Regions from separate parts of the Zea mays genome. Here region 1 is linked to region 2. A link is a contact called in public Hi-C data. All regions are on one chromosome and are shown on one strand. Each heading gives the region's core, a stretch centred on a gene start, on an enhancer-like site or on the middle of the called end of the contact. The rest is flanking DNA. Distances are from core to core; before and after follow the strand shown. Region 1 holds the start of LOC100501454 (nine-cis-epoxycarotenoid dioxygenase6). Region 2 holds the start of LOC100192489 (putative protein kinase superfamily protein).

The links. Hi-C and Micro-C count contacts between places; a contact is called where the count stands out from the background.
Region 1: a contact with region 2 is called in a Hi-C map of tassel, with 2.9 times the contacts expected there. The contact joins the promoter of LOC100501454 here to the promoter of LOC100192489 in region 2. A contact is called at or near these places in 3 of 25 Hi-C or Micro-C datasets (bundle sheath, ear and tassel).

What each region holds. Positions count from the first base shown.
Region 1 is chr4:164,876,585-164,883,278 of Zm-B73-REFERENCE-NAM-5.0, forward strand. LOC100501454 (nine-cis-epoxycarotenoid dioxygenase6) reads right to left here and starts at 4,626. Exons shown (of 1, transcript NM_001196164.2): 1 at 2,396-4,626. The coding sequence starts at 4,541. The coding sequence ends at 2,625.
Region 2 is chr4:164,413,603-164,419,667 of Zm-B73-REFERENCE-NAM-5.0, forward strand. LOC100192489 (putative protein kinase superfamily protein) reads left to right here and starts at 4,638. Exons shown (of 18, transcript NM_001137709.1): 1 at 4,638-4,989; 2 at 5,691-5,954.

The DNA of each region.
Region 1 (6,694 bases), core at 3,376-5,875, 460 kb after region 2:
CAGGCATCTCTAGCTCCTCTCGTCTACTCTTACGTATTCATCAAAATTTTGTCGGAGTCTCGTATATATATGGCTAATAGTTAGGTGTTCATGCGTTACTGCTGTTTCATATATATTGTATAGATAGATTTTGTTTAAATGTGAAATTTATACAAACACACGACTCAAATCTATATATTCTGAGATTGCGCCAAAAATAGACATCTAGGGACGGGTCAGCACACGCACCGGTAGTTGGTGTGCCTACGTATCGAGCCAAATCAATGGTGAGGTAGCTGTGTGGCGGTGTCGTCCATGTCAATGTGGCGATCCCGTGGTACGCCTCACATAGACCTGAACGAGCGGTGGCGCGCATCTAGGGTCGATATATTTCAAAGTGGGTCCATGTCGATCCAACCCTAGAAACATAACGTGACTGGACTATCTTCTCGGCCTGCAATGTCGGTCCATCCTAGCATGATTGGGTTTTAATTTTAAAATTATTAGTATCCATATATATTTATATTTTTCCCTTTGTATAGCATAAGCAAACAATAGTTGGGCTAGTTAGAGACGTGATCTATATTCCTCGTAGTTGTGGGTTTGAACCCCACACACATATATTTTTGGCATCTCAATTGATGTGGGTTTGAACCCCAACGCGCACATATTTTTGGTGTCTGCATTTGATGGTGGCTACGCGTGGAGCTGTGGACAGGAGACGCACGGAGATATATCTGTGGCACCCTACATACCAATATGTGGCGTCTACATTTGCTGGGGGCTGTGCACGGACAAAGAGATACGAAGACATTCACACTTTAATATTAGTAGAGATAGAGATATATCTGTGGCACCTGCACGATGTGTGTGCATGACACCTTTCTTGGATGGTGGCTCACCAACACGTGTCACGTTTCATGTCCAATGAGCACTGTGTTTGGGCCATCAAGCCAGCCCTTTTTGTGGATGGCACAATAATTATCTGTGTGATGGGAGCCGTTCTCATGGTGCTCTACAGAGGCCCACGCTGTGTTTTCAATTCTTTACTGTTCTTATGTTTTCCTAGTGTCTCATATAACATTCTTGCATCGAATACATATGCAATCTTATACACATGTGACAACTTGCCTGGTAGTACTTGGTACTGATGCAATGGAGTAAGGTCCCGTTTATGTGACTTCAGAATTTGAGATTCTGTATCTATGCTGTGTATGGAGGAGACTATGGCTGCACTTTGCACTAGTCTTGTACCCCATGAATTAAATAGATGCATTGATGCATTCCCTGTTACTCAAACTCCATTTTTTTTCTAATTCAGGGTGTCATGACATCTGCACTTAATTATGTCCTGTTGACATGGTCCAACAAAATATTGGGCCCTGCTATGGTGGCACTTTATAACCCTCTTCAACCAATGGTCTCTGCTCTATTGTCTATGATTTTTCTGGGAAGCCCAATTTACCTTGGAAGGTAAGATGAATTTATCATTTTTTCCTACTTTTTAATCACCTAGCATTTCCTTTCATTTTTGTGTGTGTGAAGAGTACTGTTCCAGAGTCTCAGGTAAACACATGTGGTACATGAATTTGTTCCATATTGATGTTCCACTCATATGCTAACATCAGTAAACTTATTACTAGTTTCTAACATGTTTCGCGCTTCTTTTGATCCAAATTTTGATGTATATGATCGGCATTATTTGTTTGCGGTGTTATTGGAGGACTTCTAACCATCTCAGGTTTGTACCTTGTGAGACCTGGGCCCGGCACAAAGAAACTGGCTGGCATATCTTATGTAAAAATGCGCAACGAGTCACTCGATGGTCCTCATGTTGCAAAGAATGTGCCCTGGCCCCTTTCTAGGCTGTGGGATGTGTGCCACATGAGTCTTGAGAAGTTGGTGTTTGATCTATACAAGTTCTTTTAGGTACCCCTTCTTGCAGAACTATGGGTACAGAAAAAACTCAAAACAAAAAGGGTGTAATACCACAGAAAATAACCTTGATTTATCTTGTAAAATTGTAGTATGCCCTTCTAGGAGCAGTTAGGTTAGTCACAAGAGAGATTTGACAGGTTAGGTTTATGTTCGTTAGTTTTGTGAGTCTTAACAACTGTATGATGTTGGATGGCCCTGACACCAAATGCAATGTGAGCTCCACTGGGAACTGAAGAAAAGCAGCATGTTTCTTTCTATTAGACGCTGAATTCTGGAATCGCAGCTTTTGCCTTGCCCTCGCACGTTTGACATGTGCTCCAGCAATTGTCATTGTGCTGCCCTTGGCTGAGGCCTTCTGTGTCGGCTTGTCGTCGGGGCCTCGTCTGTTGAGTGGCCCTTGCTCTGCTTCCGTGCACGGCGTGCACCGTGCACAGCCGGCAATGTTGGTGGTGGACCCATCAATGATGAACATTGTTCTATTCCAATAATTTTTTTTTGTGATTTCGTATCAATTCTACTCATGAACTCTTTTATGGGTTCTGCTACATTTACACTACAATATAATTCGTGAATGCTATGTGGCCTAGAGTTGTTCTTACTACAATCTATTCAGTATGCACCTGATGGGTGTTTGTGTGTGTTTCTCCTGGAATCATGTGCTACAGATCCCCAGCACGTAAACACTGGACGAGTGTTCGGTGCTTTGATCATTGCTGCTGCGCCTGGAGCTCGGCCTGCGTGACAAACATGCCGTGGAAGCCATAGGGGACGCGCGCTGGCAGCTGCACCTCGGCGACGATGTCCAGCTGCGGCGACCTCGCGTCCATCACCACGAACTGGTTCTCGCCGGTGCGCTCGTTGTGGACGTAGCACACTAAGTAGCCGTCGTCCTCGTTGCCGTCCCCCTCCACGTCGTCGGGGACGAAGAACGGCTCCCCCGCGAAGCACCCGGGCCCGAAGTCGCGCCGCGCCACCGTGCAGTCGCCCGTGCCGGCGCGGTCCAAGTCCAGCTTGGCCACTCCGGAGATCTTCGGCATGGGGTCGCCGATGCCGAGGTATCCGTACCGGTTGCGCCGGCCAAGGTAGCCCGGGTGGATCACGCCGAAGTCGAGGTTCCCCGCCGAGAGCGGGGTGCGCGACACGGCGCCCGTGCGCAGGTTCATGCGCACCTTCTCGACGCAGGAGTGCACGAGCTCCATGCGCTCCAGCGCGTGCTCCACGGACAGGACGTTAGGGGCCACCAGCACCAGCTCCTCGCCGTCGGCCTCCTCCCACGCGTTCAGCGAGTGCATCATGTTGAAGCCCGGCACCTCGAACCACCGCATCTCCGACTCGTCCGTGGCGTACTTCGGGAGCACGCCGAGCCGGGGCACCTTGCCGGAGTCAGACCCCACGGGCGCGCCGCCCGTCACCATGCCCATGGGCTGCATGACGATCTGTATCTCCGGGAAGATGGCGTACCGCTCCGTGACGGCGAAGTCGTGCAGGAACGACGGCTGCTGCACCGAGAAGATGGGCACGTCGGGGCCCTTGTTCCCGGCCGGGTCGAACCGGAAGTAGGTGACGAACGGCGGCACGGGGCCGTAGCGGAACGCGAAGACCTCGCCGGTGACGGGGTCTTTCTTCGGGTGAGCGGTCATGCCCATGAAGAGGCGGCCGCCGAAGTCGCACCGGCCGTGCGTGGTCACCTCGCCGGTGGCCGGGTCGACGCGCACGGTGTACGGGAGATCCGACTCGCCAAGCGCGTAGAGGCGGCCGCCGAAGAAGGCGAGGCTGGTGTTAGCGAGCCCCACGCCCTCGGCTGGGTTCATCTGCCCGGTGAGCACTCTGGCCGCCACGACGGCGCCGCGCGCCAGGCCGGCCACGCCGTGGAAACCCGAGAAGACGTTCGGCATGACCGGCGCTCCCGCGTCACGCTCCACGAGGTACTTGTACGTCTGCACGTAGCGCGAGCAGAGGACGGGGTCCGACGACGGCGGGGACCCCGCCGTCGGGAGGAGGAGCGAGTGCAGCATGCCGTCGCCGTCGAAGAGGTGGTGCGGCCCACGGGGGAGGTGCTGCGGGTTGGGCCCGTTGCGGATGTAGGCGCCCCCGGCGAGGCAGCGCGGGATGGCGCCGCGCACGACGGGGCAGGGCGTCGGCGGCAGCTCGTCCACTGGCGCGAAGTTGGTCGACAGCACGTTCCGGGGGTCCACGGACGGCCGCAGCGCCGGAGGGTCGACGAACGTGTTGATCGCCTCCTCCAGCGCGCTGCAGAACGCCATTGGCAGGGACGTGGCTGCCGGGGCAGGCCGGCGGCGAGGCTCAGCCCGAGCCCGAGCCCGAGCCTGGCTCGGCGCACGTGCAGTTCTTGAAGTGCTGGTCTTGGCGGCCACGAGATCTTCCAGCTCCTGTCGCCCGGTCTGTTTCGGAGCAGTGGACTGGACATTGTCAGTGGACGGAGGGGCGGTGACAACAGTGGCAGATGCGGCGGCCGACGGCGGCAGAGACGGGGCACTCTTCTTCCTGTAGCTGGAGTTGTGTGCAGCAGCAGAGGCGGAAGGAGGGATGTAGTGAACCCTCCGGGACGATCTTGAAGCGTGTGCACTCAAGCAGAGGTTAGAGGTGATCAGTGTTCTCTCCATTCTGCAACCTGGCCTTTAGATCAATGTGTGTGGATTTGGATCAAAGCTTAGAGCACAAGTAATTATGGAGCAGCGCAATCTGCTCACCAAATTGGTGTGCTAGAAAGAAGTGCTTCTGACCTTGCATATATATAGGCCTAGCGCTAGCTCGAGGATCTAGGGAGATAGTACTACTAATCATAGAAGTGGTGGCTGATCCTTGTCATATAGACTACCCCTGCAAAAGGCGCATGTATATAGATGGATTTTGGAGCGCTACGTTTCATATGTTGAAAAAGGGCATGATAAAGAAATAAAAATATCAGAGCAAACAAACCAAAATATACTTAACGGTACACGCACTTGTGTGTGTTTTGTTTCGTTTTAATCTGTTACTATTCGGTTGCCCGTGCGTTGCAACAACTCATAACAATACCCACGTAAACTATGCACCAAAAAGATCTAAAGATTTTTATTGATTGTCTCTGCTTTCTGCATAATTTTTTTTATTTGACTAAGCGAGTCGACATCGTGGTAAAGAAAAGGTCATGTAGACAGGCGATGTCAAACCATCGAATGGGTACCATAGGTAGCAAATCAGGGACCTCATCCATCGCCTCTCCCACTTCCAAAGTTTCGTAGACCAGGAAGGGAAGGAAAGAGGCAGTCATACATGTTCGTTGCCGGAGAAGGACACGACGAAGACATGGACATCTGGAGGCGACATAGGTAATATACCGCTAGATACATACATGGAGACAGCACACAAGCGGAGAAAGAAGCCCAATCAGGGCAACTCCAAACCGAGAGGCACCCGCACCAGGCGTCAGTCCGAAAAAGGCGAGAGAATGCGAGTGCCTTCCAGCCCTGGATCCGCCGAGGCGACACAACACCACCACCAACTCCGTAGCATATGTCGACTACTGCCGCGCTACAGGCTTTGATTGTCCAATATCTCAGATCTGGACTCGTCATCGCCAAGATAACCTAAGTGTGGCAGGCACCGTCGTGTCCTCCTCGGCAACACGCACGAAGAAAAGTTAGGAGCAAGATTGACTTGCCCGTACCCGCGTTGACGAGCGTCGGTCGGCTCACGGCTGCGACCGTAGGCAGGGGCAGCAGGTTGGGGAGAAAGAAAAGGGCGAAGGCCAAGAAGACGAACGGGACGTCCGACGACAGCGAAAACGATGGTGCGTGCATGCTATGAAACACCCTCGTGGACGTGCAATAGCCACTGCGCGGGTCGGTGTCGGGGCTGGTGTCGGACTAATACGGAGAGGAGACGCCTGCTCCCACGCCGTCTGCCGAGAATGCGTGGCACGGAGGCGAAGGCATGAGGGGAGAGAGAAAATAAGCAGAATGACGAACGAGGTGGCGGCAACTGAGGTGAGCACCATCATTATCGTGCGAAGGTATAGATGGACAAATGGGTCGTGCCTGGCGGGCTGGTCTGGGGCACGGACCATTTAATAGTTCCTGGGCCAGCCCGACACGATCGTCGTGTCATGTTTGGGCTGTAGCCTCGGCCCGTAGTGCTGATCCGGCCTGACACGATTATATTTTTATTTATTTTACAAAACTCGTATATATGTAAAATTTATATTCAATATCAAAAACAATTGACCATGATGTTCTACTGGTTAGACGACTCCACTTAGTGTCTCCCGCCCTTCTTCCATTAGGGCTTAGGTTCGAACACCACATTTTATAAATATTTTACGCTAATTTAACCACCCGACTGGTAACGGGCCAGACGTGGAAGTTGTGTGCATGGAAGGATGCATGGTTAATTTGAGATAGATGTGAGGGATTATTTGTAAAAATATGACATAGAACGACCGTTGAAACTGATGCTTTAAGTATAGTAGAGATAAGTAGTATCTCGATGCTGTAACAATAGAATCGGACCTATTGCTTATTACTACACTCTTCCTCAAACATTTATCGTCCATAAATTTATTTTTAAACAAAACAATGATAAATAGAAAAGAACAAAGAGAGTACTATATTTATGCGAAACAAAACGAGCGTCCGTGGTACTAAAATAGAAGTACAACTAAACGAATTGATAATAAACTACACACAAAAAGAAATAAGCCAAAATACGCATGGGGACAGTATGGGATCTAGAGCTAAGCGAATATGACCTTGTATAGAATCAAAATATGACTCAG
Region 2 (6,065 bases), core at 3,388-5,887:
CAAGTGATTGAGAAAAGAAAGCTCACTCGATCCGTGGATCGTTTGAGAGAGGGAAGGGTTGAAAGAGACCCGGCCTTTGTGGCCTCCTCAACGGGGAGTAGGTTTGCAAGAACCGAACCTCGGTAAAACAAATCTCCGTGTCTCACTTGCTTATTCGCTTGGGATTTGTTTTGCGCCCTCTCTTACGGACTCATTTCTTTATTACTAACGCTAACCCCGGCTTGTAGTTGTGTTTATATTTGTAAATTTCAGTTTCGCCCTATTCACCCCCCCTCTAGGCGACTTTCACATGGCACCCGAAGATCAGCATAAGACAGCATTTCAGACCCACCACGGCCACTTTGAGTTCCGAGTCATGGCATTTGGCCTTACCGGTGCACCTGCTACATTTCAAGGAGCAATGAATAAGACCTTAGCGCCACTTCTTCGGAAATGTGTCTTGGTCTTTTTCGACGACATTTTGGTTTATAGCCCGACATGGGACACTCACTTGCAACACATTGAGCTCGTCTTGCAGCTGCTTTCGACAGATTCTTGGCAAGTCAAACTGTCCAAATGCTCCTTCGCCAAGCAGGAAATTGTTTATCTGGGCCACATTATTAGCCAGGCAGGAGTGCCCACTGATCCTTCCAAGGTGTCTGCTGTCTTATCTTGGCCAGTGCCTCAGACTTGCAAAGAACTCCGGGGATTCTTGGGTCTTGCTGGGTACTACCGCAAGTTTGTTAAAAATTTCGGTATTATCGCTAAACCGCTCACCTCCCTGCTGAAGAAAGACTCAATGTTTGTATGGACTACTTTACATGACACAGCATTCCAAACCCTGAAGCACTCCCTAGCGTCTGCTCCCGTATTGGCCTTGCCCAATTTTCAGAAACCTTTTTCTATTGAGACTGATGCATCAAGCAAAGGTATAGGGGCTGTTCTCCAACAGGAAGGTCACCCTTTGGCATATGTCAGCAAGGCACTGGGACCTAAAAACTTAGGTCTTTCTACTTATGAAAAAGAGTATTTGGCTATTCTGCTCGCAGTTACCCACTGGAGGTCGTATTTGCAGCATGCAGAATTTCTCATTCTGACCGATCATCGCAGCTTGTCACACCTGTCTGACCAAAGGCTGCATACTCCATGGCAGCAAAAGGTTTTTACCAAGCTCTTGGGTTTACATTATAAGATTATCTAAAAAAAAGGTGTGGACAACACGGCAGCAGACGCCTTATCTCGGCGCCCCCATGAGGCTGCCTCCTTGTTTGCTGTCTCCATGGCTTCCCCAGCATGGATACAGGAGATTATCGATGGTTATGAGTCTGACCCTGAGGCGCTTAAACTTGTCACTGCTTTGTCTATCTCTGAGTGTCCTCCTTATACCTTACAAGACGGAGTCATTCGATACAAGAACCGTGTCTGGTTAGGTGCCAACAGTGCTATGCAGTCCAAAGTCATGTCAGCACTGCACTCCAGTGCCTTGGGCGGTCACTCAGGGTTCCCTGTTACTTACAGTCGGATCAAGCAGTTGTTCTACTGGCCCCGTATGAAAAGTGCCATCAAGGAGTTTGTCGCTGCATGTGGGGTGTGCCACCAAGCCAAACCAGACCGGGCCCGGTATCCTGGTCTTCTCCAACCCTTGCCAGTACCAACCCAAGCATGGCAAGCAATATCTCTTGATTTCATCGAAGGCTTACCACCAAGTGGCGGCTACAACAGTATCTTGGTCGTGGTGGATCGCTTCTCCAAATACGGTCACTTTATTGCCTTGCGCCACCCTTTCACTGCTCTCAAGATTGCTCAGGTTTTTATGGCTGAAATCTATCGTCTCCACGGCATGCCCCAATCTATTGTGTCTGATCGTGACCGTATTTTTACAAGTACCTTATGGAGGGAGCTGTTCAGATTGTCCGGGACTCAGCTTCTCATGAGCTCTTCCTACCACCCCCAGACAGACGGCCAAACAGAACGCGTCAATCAGTGTTTGGAGACATTCTTACGCAGTTTTGTGCAGGCCTGTCCCTCTAAGTGGTCACTATGGCTGTCCGTGGCAGAGTACTGGTACAACTGTTGTTTCCATTCTTCCCTGGGCCATTCACCATTCGAAGTGCTCTATGGAAGATCCCCTCGTCATTTTGGCCTTTCAGTTGATGACTCAGTTTCCCATGTGGACTTAGCATCCTGGTTGGGTCAAAGGGACCTCATGGTCCGGTCGGTTCATCATCACTTGTTGCGCGCTCAGCAGCGCATGAAACATTTCGCAGACAAGCGTCGTTCTGAACGCGTGTTCAATGTCGGGGATATGGTATATCTGAAGCTCCAGCCCTATGTGCAAACTTCGGTGGCCCCTCGTGCCAGTCACAAACTTGCCTACAAATATTTCGGGCCCTTTGAGATTTTACAGAAGGTTGGTGCTGTGGCTTATAAGCTGAAATTACCAGAGTCTGCTTCCATCCACCCGGTGTTTCACGTCTCCCAGTTAAAGCCATCAGTTCATCCATCGTGCTCTGTCAGTTCTGCTCTTCCAGCTGTGGCATCTGCCGTCAGTTACCCAGAGCAAATTCTGCAACGCCGTACTATCTCACGTGGAGGCCATCAGGTTGCTCAGGTCTTGGTACGCTGGTCCGGTTGCGACGCCACTCTGGATTCATGGGAAGATGAACAAGCTCTGCAAGGCCGTTTCCCAGCTGCCACCGCTTGGGGACAAGCGGCTCTTCAACAGGAGGGGATTATCAGCATACCAAAGGGGTTACCAGGGAACTCTGATGAAAGTGAGCTGCAGGAGGAGCAAACCAAGGTGTCGGGCCGCCGTGTCCGTAGGCCCAATTCCCTTTTTTCATTGGACAAGTGGTCCATGTAAGCCCATGTGGGCAGTAGCAGTAGATAAGGAGAGAGAGTGGAGAAAACTGAGTATCAAACATTTACAGAGAACAATACTACCTCTGCTCCTTCCTCCGTAATTCTGTCTTCCTCTTCCTTCTGCTCGTAGACAGTAGAGTAGTTATAACAGATGCGCTCGGCTGTCTCGCGCGCGCGTGGGCTACATAATCTTCCTCTCCACCTCTGTCTCTCCCGCCCAGCTTTCGAACGTGACACTCGTCGGCTCCGGCTCTTGGTTGGAACATCAAGAGCGCTTGTTCGAACCCATCTGCTCCCGTTTTGCTTGGCTTAGTGGTCTAACTGCATCCATCTATATGCCCATCTATAGTGTTCCGCCGATTAACAGCTTCACTGATCATGGTTTTTTTTTTACTGAATGAACATGTATCATATCATATCCTCTTTCTTTGAAACCTGTCTCGGGCCGGATTTCTGAACCTGACATCGTTTTCCACTTGATTGTGCGGTTTTGCGCGGCAGCAGAGGCGACGCCCAAGTCAGTGCTGAGGCTGATGGGGACGAAACGAAAGGGCTTGTTGCCTTCTTGGCGAGGCAGGCTGCGGCTGGCGAACGGGTGCCTGCCGTTCGTCTGCCGTGGCTACAGAGCCCGGCGGCGGCGGCGGCGGCGCGGCGCACATGGCCTTTGGCATTTTTCAGTATTTTCCCCTGCTATACTAGGGAGACCAAGCCAGTGCGGTGATGCTGTGTTCCGCGCAAGGAGGACAGAGGGGAGGCTGGTCAGTTTCGTGGCGAGCGCTGGGTTGCCGACCCTGACTCCCCACCTCGGTCTCGGTGCACAGCACAAGACGCCCGCGAGAAGAGCATCTTGGCATGCGCGCATGGCGTGGTCTCGTACATCTGTTTGTTTGTGTGTTGCCTGTGCCTGCATGGGCTCCTGGTACTGCAGCCAGATCTAGCACGTGCGAGCAGTTGGACGTTTGGATTTACTGTATGGGTGAACCAGCAATGGGGGCAATGGCGAGTGGCGACGGGGTACCAACCGGGAGCAGAGATCCATGTCCGCTCGCTTGGTTGCGTCGGGACCAATCCACCACCAAGGCCAAGCCAATAGCCAAGCAGCGGGGGGACCGACCGTGCTGTCGATGGCGGATTGCATGCACGGAATGCAGAGATGCCTACGGGCACGGCTCTTGTGGTGCGGTGGTGTGTGGAGCTTGACAGCTTGTGGCTTGCTATCTCTGTGCCTAGCCTAGCTAGCAGTAGCAGGCGCGCGAGTGCCAAAACTGACGGCAGCAGGTAGCTAGTAGGTTGGTCGGCTAGGGCCATCGAGGTGCGTCGCCATCCGACGCAGGCAGGACCAGGACCACCGATGATGGACTGGAATGATGATCCGAGTGGAAATACCGGTAAGTAGGACCGTGAAGAAAGGTAGCGACAGTGTCAGTGGGATACCCGTGATCATTCCGATGTTTTGAAACGAACTGCAGCTCCGAGTGTTCATGATTGAACGAACATATACTTAGTAATACCACAAGCTCATCGGGATGAAACAGAGGCGTCGGAGTTCTTTACTAGTCCGTCTCTTAGATCGACCACAGCAGAGCAGAGCATATACAGTTTTGCATATGACGCATCGTCGCAATTGGTTATTGGTAGGTAGTAGGGCATCTTCACTAGCTAACAGAAGGAGGAGGGTGAAAGGAGAGCGCTTTGGCGTCCGGCGGGGCACACAAAAAAAAAAACCGCGAGCAGGGAGGGAGCGGTTAAAATGCGTGCAAAAAGGGAGGAGACGCCGCGAGCGGCAGACAGACAGGCAGAGGCAGGCAGGCAAGGCCAAGAGCCCAAGACGGTCGGGGCGGAGCGCGAGAGGCAGGCGACGCGAGGAGAGGAGGCGGTGCTGTGGTGGCCTCACCTGCCCTGCCATGATTATAAAAAATAACGGAGCGCGACGCGGGTAGAAACCGGAAGGCCCGCCGCTGCCCGCCCCTTCTTCCTTCCCGTCCCACACACGCCGCCGCCGCCGCCGCCGCCGCTCGCTTCCTCCACCCCCCGGTCCGCGCGGCGCGGGCTGCCTGCGCGACCAGGGAGGCAGGGCACGCGGCAACCACGTGGGGAGGCGACGACACCACACCACCCTATGCTCTCTGTCCTCGCCCGCAGGGTAAGGTATGGAATCGATTCCTGTGTCTGTGTCCTCGCCTCTACGCGCCGCGCGCTTTTTTTTGTGTGTGTGTGTGTGTGCGCACGCGCCCTGTCTCTGCGGAGGCTTCCTCGCCTCTCTCCGTTTTTCGCTTGCTTGGCGGGATTTGGCCCTGGATCTGTGCACAGGACGGCGGATCTGGGCGGCGAGTTGGTACGCTGTAATGGCTCTTGCGTGATGCCGCGTTCTGTGGTGCGATGTTTTGGATCTGTTTCATTAGCTTGGTTTGTATTGTCTTGTGTTGGGAAAAGGTCCTTTTCTCCCCCTCATTCAAGATGGTAAAGTATCCTCTTTTTTTTTCTTGTCACTACTTGGATTGTAAAATTTGTGTGTGTGTGTGTTTTTTTTTGTTGCGGAGAGAGTGTAATAAGTAAATTGCGACTGGAGGGCCAATGCAGGTTGTTTGCTCTGCAAACTACAGCCTAATGCTATCATTTTCGGCTGGTTGTTTGTGCTTGGTTCTCTTTGCAAGATAATTGTTGTTGCCGCTAAATGCCTAATAGACAATTGTCTGTGTTTTTTTATTTCGAGTATATCATGATTTTCATGTAATTAGCATTGCAACAATTTTGACATGCTCCGTAGCTGTAAATGTTGTCAAGTTTTTATTAGTGCCTTTTAGTTCCTTTTGCTTATGATGTGCTTTCTGACTCAAACTGTTGACTAGATTGCAGCAGCAGTGAATTTGGGAGCTTGAAGCGTTCATCCGAGACATGGAAAAAGTGATCTGCCGGGCATATCTCCTTCAATGCAAGCGATTCTTTTCGAAAGAAACTCTTGATTGGTGTGTCTTAGCCCGTGGGAACACCCATCTCTCCTCTCTGGTGAACTACACATAGTGGTTATATGCTCCTCTATGCTCCACAACAAGCAGGCTGATGCGATATTTTCCTGAAGTTATTATATTCCAGTCTATGCCAGACATCTACATGTAACTCCACCACCTTGGTCTTCCTTTGTTTTGTGCTATTGTATTTGCATGAACTTTCCTTCTCATTTCCCCACTTCTTACCAGCACATCAACTTCTGAAAAGTTTCTTTT